2 separate regions of the Mus musculus genome follow, and region 1 is linked to region 2. A link is a contact called in public ChIA-PET data. All regions are on one chromosome and are shown on one strand. Each heading gives the region's core, a stretch centred on a gene start, on an enhancer-like site or on the middle of the called end of the contact. The rest is flanking DNA. Distances are from core to core; before and after follow the strand shown.

What was found. ChIA-PET counts read pairs in DNA pulled down with a chosen protein or histone mark.
Region 1: a contact with region 2 is called in an RNA polymerase II ChIA-PET map of memory CD8 T cells, with 25 read pairs. The contact joins the promoter of Slc35a1 here to the enhancer-like site in region 2. A contact is called at or near these places in 1 of 39 promoter capture datasets (pre-B cells), 1 of 484 Hi-C or Micro-C datasets (short-term hematopoietic stem cells), 2 of 115 datasets of contacts at active chromatin or transcription factors (intestinal villus epithelium and memory CD8 T cells) and 3 of 9 other capture datasets (adipose tissue, liver and pancreatic islet).

The regions. Positions count from the first base shown.
Region 1 is chr4:34,683,339-34,689,023 of GRCm38.p6, reverse strand. Slc35a1 (solute carrier family 35 (CMP-sialic acid transporter), member 1) reads left to right here and starts at 1,586. Exons shown (of 8, transcript NM_011895.3): 1 at 1,586-1,780; 2 at 5,562-5,685. The coding sequence starts at 1,765. It overlaps Cfap206 (cilia and flagella associated protein 206), which reads left to right. Exons shown (of 13, transcript NM_001347062.1): 13 at 10-450. The coding sequence ends at 240.
Region 2 is chr4:34,578,284-34,584,616 of GRCm38.p6, reverse strand. It overlaps Orc3 (origin recognition complex, subunit 3), which reads left to right. Exons shown (of 20, transcript NM_015824.4): 14 at 4,741-4,874. Among named protein-coding and RNA genes, the nearest start is that of Akirin2, 31 kb to the right of the region's middle. Within about 2 kb of position 3,201, at least 50 of the 459 cell types and tissues checked have an H3K27ac peak or open chromatin away from gene starts, as enhancers often do. A contact at or near this core is called in memory CD8 T cells, where this site is marked.

The DNA of each region.
Region 1 (5,685 bases), core at 337-2,836, 110 kb before region 2:
TCTACCTAGGCTAATTTGCGCCAGAAAATTACTCACTCCGTCCAGACTGACCTTAGCCACATGAGAAGAGATAACACCTCACAGGTGTACCCTTTGAAAGAGGCTAGCACCCAGTCCAAGAGAGAAGGCAGCAGCCGAGTGCCCAGGCCCCAGATTTTCATAGCTGGCCTTCGTGGGGGACAAAGCAAAACAACCTATGGGGTGAAGGTGAACTTAACCAGAGCGGTGGACGAAACCTAGAGATGGACGTTTACAGGAAGCTGCTCCTTAGTGGCACGGATGGAGGGTTTAAAGTGCTGTGCGTGTATAAAGCTCATTTGCGGGGCTGGCACAGTCACTGGTTGTGTGACTGTGCACTAGGGCACCGTATCCTGCCTGACTGTTATGCAAATCTAAAAGCAGTTTCTGTAGTACATTTTTCGTTTTATTAAAATTGACAAGTAAAACTCTGTCCGCGTATTTGTTTTATATTTTAGACAAAGTTTACAGCATTAAGATTGACATTGCAATGCCAGCTAGATAGTAGTATGCTTATCACTGGAATAGAGGCTGCTTCTAAAACCCTACAAAATGTTAAGCCCTGACACTCTGAAACACAACGCTCTGCTTCATTGCTATTTAGTGATAACAGATTTCTATATCATGAGCCTTGCTATCTGGAACAAGTGAAGCCTACATTCATATGCTGCCTTTTAAAAGCCAGAGAATTGATATTTATATTTGAATTTTGGGCTCATTGAAAAAAATCAGAATGTCTGATAAGACTGGCTGGCATTCCAGCTTGATCCTTTTATGCTCTGTTGTCTGCCTCAGAGCCCGCTGTGGCTTAAGCGCTTCCCACTTCCCACTCTGCGGCCTTATTTGGCTCATAAGCAGTTGGGTTTTCAGGTCCTGAGAATTCCAACTTTTTAGAGGTATAGTTTTTTTTTTTTCCTTTTCCATTTTTTATTAGGTATTTAGCTCATTTACATTTCCAATGCTATACCAAAAGTCCCCCATACCCACCCACCCCCACTCCCCTACCCACCCACTCCCCCTTTTTGGCCCTGGCGTTCCCCTGTACTGGGGCATATAAAGTTTACGTGTCCAATGGGCCTCTCTTTCCAGTGATGGCCGATTAGGCCATCTTTTGATACATATGCAGCTAGAGTCAAGAGCTCCGGGGTACTGGTTAGTTCATAATGTTGTTCCACCCGGGGTTATTTTCTAATAACATCCTCTAGTCACAGTAACCATTAGAGCGGTTGAAGTGCCTGTTAATACAATCTAATTTTTCTGAGGTCTTTTTGCTGCCTGAAGTTACCAAGTTAAGCTAGACAGTGACAGTAAGGATGATGAAGACAGACACAGTACTTCCGAGCAGTATGTAATATATACTAAATTTATCCAAGAGGTAACCATGGAAGGCCGTGATGGAGTTGAAAGTTATAAAAGTCCGAGTTCTCGGAGCCTCTCTAACGGTCTTCACACAAAGGAATAATCGAGAGCATTTCAGAATCCTTCTTGCGGGGCCCATCCTCTCGGAGGGGCTGGTCTCTAGAAGGAAACGCTCGGCCACCTTGACTCCGCCCCCCCTCGGTCGACCGGAAGCTGCGGTTTTCCGAGCCCCCGCAGGACCGAGTCTCCCAGACTTGTCGCTCCGCACGCCGCGCGGCTTCCGCCGTAGCCCCCGCTTCCTCCTCGCGCGTGTGGTGCGGCGGGCTCTCTAGGCCGGTGCGTCTCTATGGCCGCAGGGGCGTCAGTTCCGCAGACTCTCTCGGCACCATGGCTCCGGCGAGAGGTGAGGCCGGGCTGCGGGCGGTCGCTAGGGAACGGCGGCCCGGGGTGTGCTGGCCGGGCCGGCTCTGGGGGCCGAGCCCTCCCTGCAGGGAGCGGCAGCGGGCTGCACCCGCACACCGGTGCAGTGAGCCGCCCGGGCGCCGGCCAGGTCCCTGCCTGGAGCGAGGCTGTGGTTCGGAGCCCTGGGCTTGAGGGCGCGCGCTGCTCCTCCCGATGGCGAGCCGTCTGGCCAGGGCTGTGGTGGCTGTCCTTTCAGGTTTTACGTAAGCTGGCCCCAAGGCTGAGGTTTTATTCTATAGCACTGTGGCTAGGACAGGCCAAAAGGCGGTGACGATTTTGTATTTATTTATTTTTAAAGCAGGAACCAACACTACATGGTCTCATTCTATAGCCCACGTTGGCTTCAAACTCGGGGAGATTTTCCTGCCTCAGTTTTACAAGCGCTGGGATTAGTGGTCTGTGCCCTCATGCCTGGCGACAACGTCGCTTTTTTTTTTTTTTTTAATTTTGTTTGTTTGTTTTTGTTTTTTCACCATTTCCCCAATGAGCACTGGCTTTAAGTCTAAATAAATGTTGGACAAGCATTTAAAGAATATCCTTTTGCGTGGATGTGAAATTATTTATCTTTGGGGGAGGGGATTTGACATTTAACATCAGGCGCCATGTAAGTTTTCTGTGGTGGTGGATTGTCCCATATCAGATAAGTCCTGTAGCATCCGGGAAGAGGGTAATAGGAAAAGTAGGGCGATTGACAAATGAACACTTAAAAGATGCAGCAGGCAGATCGGTACCCGCAAGGGTTGTTTACAGATTTAGACTTCTTGCCAGCACATACGTTGTTACATTTGGGTGTGTTGCACTTTTTTATCCTAATGAAATACAGTTTCTATACCTCCTTACATAGAGTCATCTTAACGATTACTCACCTGCTACTTCCTGCTATGTCCAAGCTTTCAGGTATGACAGTAATAGTCCCCCTAAAATGTAACTGGAAAACAAAAGGATAACTCCAGACTGACTCTTCTGGGGGATATTCTCCACCCAGAAACAAATGCCGTGGAAGGTAACAGATTCTCCACAAAGGGGGTGCTGGATGATCAGTGGGCCAGGTTTCTAGTTAATGGCGTGATATGATTTGAATTCTTAGGATAGTTTAAAGTAGCTGCGTACCATGAATATTTATATTACCTGGGAACGTTGACATTCCTAATCAATGAAGTTTCATCCTGGAAAATGAAGAATTGTAGAAGAAATGTTTTGATCTTATGGTAAACTGAAATGTAAGTGGAAATCATGGTTACAAGGATTGGTTTTAAAAGTTGAAATGTGCTTCTAAAGTGGTATTACAGACCAAAGTCATCTATGTTTTATAGTATCCAAACTTAGACTTTTCTACTTTGATTAGTAATTATTTTCAAGAATTACATTTGCAGACCTTTTCATTATGGGTGTCTTAAACAAAACAAAACAAAACACCATGATATGGCTTATGCCTATTAATCCCAGCACTTAGGAGGCAGAGGCATGCAGAACTGTATCAAGGTCAGCTTGCTCTACATAGCAAGTACCAGGCCAGCCAGAGCTACATAGAGAGACCCTGTCTCAAGGAAAGGAAAAAAAAAAAAGTATGTTTTCTGGAGTTAAACATCTTTAGTATTTAAATTATCTTGCTTTTTTTGAACCAGGGACCTTTAACACAGCCCCCCCCCCCAAAAAAAAAGTGATTTGAGTTTTCACTTCTTAGTTATGAGAATATTGATAATTTCAGGTCATGGATGGCAGGCAGTCTTTCTGTAGAGAGCTGTTAGTCTCCGCCATAGCTGCTGAACCCTACAACTATAGGCAAGATAATTAAGGCAGATGAGCATAGCTGTCTCCTAATTACACTTTATGGACGCCAAAATTTTAACTTACTATTATTTCCATGTGTCTTGAGATAGGACTTACACATTTTTCCATTATTCTGAACCATCATATAAAACTATGGATGGTGTAGTTCTTGTACTGACGGATTAAATGTTACTGCTCCATATTTCTGGAGTCATAAACTCTTTCATAAGAAAGTTTTAGAACAATGGAAGTATTATAGTACTTCCCTCAGTGCCCTTTACATAAGCATTGCTGGTCTGGCAGATTGGACCATTTAGGAAGGAAAGATAAATAGTTATATGGCGTATTTCTTCTTCTCTGTTGTACTACTTCTTTGGTTTAAGAACTTGCTTACAACTTACAAATCCTGCTTTAATTCACCAAGGAGGAAACACTTATATGGAGACACTGCTTCCCTAGCTTCTTGTGTAATCATATTTTAAAGTATCTGTTTGAAACACCTATTTTATTTACCTATGATTAGGTATAATTACCTATGATTAGGCTTCCAAAGGAGTGAACAAAAGCACGTTTAGCACATAAGACGTCAGTTAATAACTAGCATCCCGGAGGAGTCTCTTGGCATCCTTAGGATTATGTGTAACCCGTGAACTAAGACCAGTGTTCCCAGGGGACACTTGTTACTAATCTGATGACAAAACACTAACTGTGAACACCTAGCAGATCCAATGTAAATCCATTCTCAGTAGATCTCAATGACAAGGATTAGATTCAATTATAATTAATAAAAAAGAAATTGTGGGAATTGGTTTTCTCATATAAGTCTAACACAATACTCTAAATTTTGTCATGGAAAGAAAAGAGAAAAAGTTCGAGCCTTGGGTGTTGGCAGTTTCAGAGCAGGAAGCAAGAAAGGGGAAACCGGACTCCCCAGTGCTTGTAAATTTACCAAAGGTGTTGGACTGACTGTCTTTGGCCCCTGAGTGATGACTGCTATATCCTGCATTTCAAGTTTTATAGAGGAGTTTCTAAGTACTCTGTGTTAACCAATTCACTTTGTTCTTTATTTTAATTTAATTCTATGTTAATGTCGTGCATGTGTGCGTGTGTGTTTGTGTGTGTGTGAGACGGGGTCTTAGGATCTGACCCACGCCTGTTTATAAAGTCGCATCGTCATGGATTAGATTGTTGCAGAGCAGTACTTTGCTAGGGACATTGGTTACTGTCCGAGATGGCATTGGCCTGCCTCTGCAGTTATCTTCAGTTGCTTTTTTGTCACTCAGGTATCCTTTTGTTTACGTTCTGTTGTCTTCAAGAGCATATTTAGAGGCTAGCGGAGGAGCACAGCTATCTGCCTTATACCCAGGTAATGAGGAAAGGGTGTATACCCTTTCTGACTGAGGGTAGAGCTAGCGTGTAGGAGCAGTGTAGGGGAGGTGGTGAGGAAGGGAGGCAGGAACAGCCTAGCCAGACAGATAACAAATCAACCTAGTCAGTCATTGGGATGACAGATGTAGCCAGACAGGCCTCACGTCCCTTTTCTAATGTCTTGAGGTTTAGACTGTATTACAGTTGCTTTGATACTTTATTTTCACAGGTTTGTAATCATAGTTATGCATGCATATATATTCATTATATATGTTCATATATATTTAAAATAAACTAAGATTTGTATGCCATGTAATTGTATAGTTAGTTGGGAGCACTAAACAGTATCTTTGCCTAGTTTGTATGGAGTTTTAAAGTCAGCAGTATTTTATGTTCATGTTGGAAAGTATTACTTGGAAATTGAGTTTTATATGTCATATTTAAAAAAAAAATGGTGCTAGAAGTTGAAAAGCCTTAAGGACTAACTGGTTGATTAGCATTACACACATACATACATATGTATATATGATATATGTATATATATACACACACTAAATAGTACTTTTGTTGCACATATTTTGCAGAAAATGTCAGTTTATTCTTCAAGCTGTACTGCTTGACGGTGATGACTCTGGTGGCTGCCGCTTACACCGTAGCTTTAAGATACACAAGGACAACAGCTGAAGAACTCTACTTCTCAACCACTGC
Region 2 (6,333 bases), core at 1,952-4,451:
GTGCTTCCAGGGCACCTTCTCAGCACACAGCACGTGACAGGTGACTAGCATAGTGAGCTCTACATTCGGCCCTGAAGTTGCTCATATGATATAATTAGAAAACATTTTAATCTATTGATTTTGGGCCAAATGTAACCAAACTATCATTGTAAAAAGACTTCAGTTGTTTAGAGCCCTGCTTCCCCCACCCCACCCTCTCTTTTTTTTTCTGTTTTTTAAAATTTGGCTGTTTAGTGCATACCCAGCTCTGAGACCTCTTGTTTACCTTCATCACTTGAATGTGTCTGATTTGCACTCTTATTTTTTAACATTTTCTTCTCAGGGATCTAGGACCCAATTTTTTTGTGATACAGGGTAACAACTGATCTTAGCTGCTTTGGAGCCAAACTGAGACAGTGAAAGAACTTTAGGGTTCACAGTAAGGGAAAGTGGGGATGCATAGTGTTACTTGAGGTAGAAGGAGGCCATGGTGTCAAGGGGTCAAGTGTTGGCAGCCTTTAGTTAGATTTATAAAGTTTTAGGCATTGGAATCTGGAAGACATCAATCGTGAATGAACAGAAAGACAGAGATTTAGGGAGTGCTCAAGGAAGGCTTTGATTGTTTGGCATAGATTCCTATCTGAATTTAATTTTGGGTTCTCTTGTGAAGAAAAAGTTAAAGTACTCAACTGGTTTACTCTTTCAGTAGGTATCTCCTGGTTCTCATTTTCAGTATTTCCTGGAAAATAGATTAATCTTCAACAAGGGGACTCAGTAACATTCTGAAATCTCACATATGTGATAAACCTTGCAAAACTGTTTAATGGTTGTGGCTGTACTTTGCTATTGCATTTTAAGACCATGTAGGTATCCATTATTTTGAAAGTCATCAGTCTCCTTGAGTCCTTCCTGTAGGTATGGGTCACCGCCATGGAAATCCCTGTTGACCATGTAGCTGCCTGTGGAAGCATCTGGGGCATGCCCGTTTCCACCAACTCTCTTCCCTAGGGGACGTATACTGGCTGGAGCCCAGCCTTTGGAGATTTCATGGCCTCTGTTCAGGACAAACAACTTACCCAAGGAGTCCCTTTAAGAGAAAGGGACACACATTTACTGTGGTTTTGGGCCCTCTTAGCCTTGTTGCTGTTGGCCTCCAAGGTTTGGGTGCTGAACTCAGAAAGAAGGTCTTGCCAGTCTTGTAATTTTCACTTTCCAATCTGACTGAGTTTCCCTAAGTGATTAAAAGCTAACAAGTTAGGGACTGGAGAGGGGCCTCAGTGCTTGCTGCTCTTGGAGAGGACCTGGGTTCAGACCTCATTGTGGCTGGAAGCTCACTGGTGAGCTAGCTTAGCCCAAAACCTCAGGGTTTGGGTTCAGTGAGAGACCCTGTCTCCAAAACTAAGGTGGAGGGCTGGCTTTTCAGTTGGCTCCACACACATCGCAGCTTGAGCAAGTCATTGATAGCCATATAAAGGAGAGACCTGACATTCACAAGTTGTCCTGTGGCCTCCACACGTGCTGTAACATTCTTGTGCACACACATGTGCACTAACACAAACACACCTAAGTAACGGAGACTTAAAAAAGGGTGTGGAGCTGGAGCAATAGGGAGGACCCCTGCTGTCATCCCTTGCATGTATCCTACATACATACACATGGGTACTTCTACCCACACACTCATGTGCATTGTCTTAGGCACTGTTCTGTTGCTGTGAAGAAATACCAAGGCCATGACAACTCTTATGAAATAGAGCATTTATCTGGGGGCTTGTCACAGTTGCAGAGGTTGATCATTATCCTCTTGTGGGGAGAGGAGAAGGCATAGCAGCAGGTGAGGCAGCAGGAGCTGAGGGCTACATGCTAGTCCCTAGGCAGAGGAGAGGCAGAGATCATGACAGAGAGCACCAGTACACTTGGCACACACAGGCAAGTGCCTCGGTCTGGCATGTGCTTTGGAAACCTCAAAACCCACCCCCCAGTGACACACTTTCTCCAAGGAGGCCACACCTCCTGATCCTTACAATTCTTTTAGAATTCTACTCGGTGACTAAGTGTTCAAATATATGAGCCGTGGGGGGTGGGGGTGGGGCATTGTATTTAAAGTCACCGTGTGCATTCTCCTCACGCATGCAGATAGCAGTCACTTCCATAGTGAGAAAGGGAACCAAAATGAGAGGTAGGTTTTTATCAAGGTTTAAACTTTCCTCAGTAGGTACAAATGTGGAGGTAAACACAGTATTCAGTTATTTTCCTTTTGAGATAATGCCTCCTTGGGTAGCAGAGGCCCGGCCTTGAACTCAGAATCCTTATGCCTCTGGCAGTGTACATGCCACACCTAGCAACCGGAACTTGTTAGAAAGAAGTCTGTTAACTAGATTTATTTTTAGTCCTCATTCCCTGCATGCCCTGAAGAACAGACGGGCACCGTAGGACGTTACTTACTTTTTGTTGCTGTGATAAATCACCATGACCAAGGCAGTGTATAGAAGGGAGCTGCGGGGGTTTACTTTGTGGTGGTAGCAGGCAGCACTGCAGCAGGTGGCAGGCTTCTGGAATGTCTTAGTCAGGGTTTTTGGGGAGGAAAGGGTTTATTCGGCTTACACTTCCACATTGCTGTTGATCACCAAAGGAAGTCAGGACTGGAACTCAAGCAGGTCAGGAAGCAGAAGCTGATGCAGAGGCCATGGAGGGATGTTCTTTATTGGCTTGCCTCACCTGGCTTGCTCAGCCTGCTCTCTTATCACCACCCACAAGGGGCCTTTCCCCCCTTGATCACTAATTGAGAAAATGCCTTTCAGTTGGATCTCATGGAGGCATTTCCTCAACTGAAGCTCCTTTCTCTGTGATAACTCCAGCTGTGTCAAGTTGACACAAAACTAGCCAGTACATGGAACCACAAGGATTACAGAGCTGGCCTCCAGCTTCCGGTGCTGTGTTGTCTCCAGCAAGGCTGCACTTCCTCTGCCTCCCCAGACAGCACCACTACCTGATACTCAAATGTGCAAACACATGAACATACAGGGGACATTCTTACTCAAGCTGACCCAAATTCTAAAAACTGGAATACAATTATTAGTGATTTAGGTGCACTGTAACTATGAAACTGAAATTTCTTACTATATGGAAAATAAATCCCCAAAGAAATTTGATTTTCACTGAAAAGTTTTGTTTCTGAGGCAGGCTTTGTACTCCTTGCTGGTCTAGCTAAGAGGATTTAGTCCAGCCATGAGTCACTGCAGTTCCTCCCCAGTGCTGGGGTTACAGGTGCATGACACCATGCTCAGACCTTTTTTCCCCATTTTAAAAATGTCATTAAATTGTTTTTGTGTGTTTATAAATTTAGAATAGAAGGTTTCTGAGACTTTGCTAGTCCAGGATGGCACTGAGGTAAGCTGGTATTGCTAGGGAGTAAGCAAGTTTACCCCAAGTCACCTCTCCAGCACCCCGGGCAATTGATGCCTTGTGTTATAACTTTATTATTGGAATCTGTCATCCCTCTCCTCTTAGGTAGTCCCAAATTCATAAATTCATTGATGTGGAAAAAACTTACTCATAAAATTTCGGGTTTAGTAATCTGGTTGGAGCCCATAAATGTCAATCCAGTAGGGTACAGTTCCTGGACTATAGAAGTAATGCTGATAACAGGAACTGCCTTTTATTGAGCGAGCGCTTGCTGTGTGCCAGTACTATCGTAGGCACCCTGAGCACATTTTGCAGTCCAGTGCAGCACACCTTTCCGGCAGGTTAGTTAGCCACGTTTTCCCTGGGAATCTGAACCATAGAAAGGGACTAAGGGACTTGCATGAGATTGTTTCACTGCTAATAGGTTCATAATTCAGACTAAAAGGCGCGCGTACCTTCAAAATTTATTTGCCTAGATCTAAAGTGGAAGTTGGGGCTATAAATAAAGCAAAACCAATAAATACCAAGTATAGTTTCCATGTTTTTATTAAGCTGAGCTCAACAGCGCTGAGGATCAGACATAGCAGTTCTAACAAGGACTGGTACACTGGGGCCACCACCAAAGACACGTGATGGAGAAGCTTGCAGCTTCGCAGCAAATGTCTCCCTCCTGTAGACTCATAAGGCATGTACAAAACATCAGAGACAGTTTCTGCTGTTTGTATAAAGTCTGAAAAACAGCCTTTCCTAGTTGGCAGAACAGGAGCGTAAATGTAAATCTTCAAAATCTAGCATATTTTCTTTTGCATTCCAAACAGAAATGTATCTCATTTAGGTATGTCTTCCACGCTCAGAGGTTCTAAACGGTTTCAAAATGAGCCAGGAGTAATAGCTTCTGTGGCCTCCAACACCTCACTCACCACGACCATCTCAGCACATAGTACAGACAGAAAAACGAAACACTGTTCAGTCTACATGTCCTAAGTGCGTTGTTAGGAGCTTACTGCAAAACAAACTCATACATTGAAGTTGTCATGGATTCGACTCTCAATGTGGAATTCTAGGTCTGAATTTGGTGCTTAATTTCTTGTTGGCACCTAGGGGCGGGGGCATGTATGTGGAAGTCAGAGGACGACTCTCTGGGTAGTTTTCTCCTTCTACTATGTGAGTTTGCAGGGATCAAACTCAGGTTATAAAGTGCCGCCATTTCCCTGGCTCCTTTCACTGGCTCCGGCTGTTGACATAAGTCCTGTCTTAGTTAAGTTCCTCTTGCTGGGATGAAACACTATTACCAAAAGTAACTTGATGAGGTGCGCTAGTTTTCTACTTGTGCTACATGGCCTGTCCCTGTCTGTCTAGAATGCTGGCAAAGGATGAACTGGTGAGCATACTTCAGCGCTGTATTGAGGTTTTAGATTCCTCTACTGAAAAGCAGCTTGGCAACACAACACAGAAAATAAAGGATTTCCTGACCCAGTTTCAGAACCTCGATGGTAAGTGTAATATCCCGCCCTGCCAGTCCTTTAACCAGAGTGTCATCAAAACGCCTCGGTGTCAGTCAGCAGACCAGTCTCTGAAGGTAACATCTTAACAAGTGCAAACAGGCAAAGGCATTTCGCCTCTGGATTTGTTTTAAACAATGTAGAAAATCAAATGGAAGAACATCATTTTCATTCTTCAGGTGAGAATGGGTGGCAGGCAGTTCTCATTCTCTGGATAGACCATTCTGTACTCTTGCCTTATCTGGGGTGCTGTGACGGGGTGAGGAAAGAGGCTTGCCTCATGGCATCATGGAAATACCTGCTTTGGAATGTTTGTTTGACTCCCTCCTGTGGCAGATATTCCTTTGTCTTTAAACTCCTTTACTTATAGCAAGCTGTCTGTGTGGAAATGTGTCCTCAGACCCCTGTAGCTCCTCTGCAGGGGGTCTCTGACAGGTGCTCAGTTACAGATTAAGGTGGTAAGCAGTGCCAATTTGCTTCCTCCAAGTTATGTGTGAGAGGGAGCTCCACAGCAGTGACCCTGAACCATTTCACAGAAGTAAAAACCTTAAAAGTCTACAAGTTGAGATCATTCCAGCTACGAGAAACTCAACTCTGAGAAGAAAAGTAAACTGCTTTATACTTCACAGCTATTGATACAGCACACAGACTAGAGCCAATCTCTCTTGGCTTCCAGCTCAGTGAGTGAGTGTGTTTGTATGTGTGTGTGTGTAAGATCAGATCACAGTTGCACTCTCACCAATGAGAAGCAACTCTTAAGGACATAAAGAGACTGTAGATACCATAATTTTAATTAGAGTTCATGTAATGTGACCTAGCGAACAAATCCTATGATAAATTAGCATTAAGTGATTATCATTTTTCAAATGGTAAGGCTGAAGATTAAAATGTTTGACAACAGTATAAAGAATAGTGTTTTATGAATCAAAACAACACCATCCTGCTGATTTGTCTTTATTTCTTGGTTTAAAAAACCAATTGTTATTAATAACAAAGTATACTTAAAATTTTCACAAGAAGAAATATTTGGTTATTTGCCACCTATGGTTTCTTTACACTGTTGGCATATTTATTTTAATTTAGAATTAAATTGGAGAGGGTTAAATCAGGCTGGGTGTTATAATCAGTTTTAAACACGGTAATGGAATGGAATAAAATAAAGAATTTAGCTAGCAGTTATCCTAACCTTAGGTTATAACTTTCTAAAATCAAGAGTTATCTTCTGGTTCTTTAAGAATATACATTCTTTAGCTAATTTTTATATCATATTTGAACCAAATCATTGTCAGGTTCCCAAGTCAGAGCGAGTACCACATCCTCCTGCAGCATAGCCATACGTTTATATCAGTTAGGGGGACCTCTTCCTAGAGTTACTTTTATAGCTTTTATACACCTCCTTCCTTATGCTAAACGGTAATGAATCAAAAGCAGGACAGTGGAAGGTTGAGCG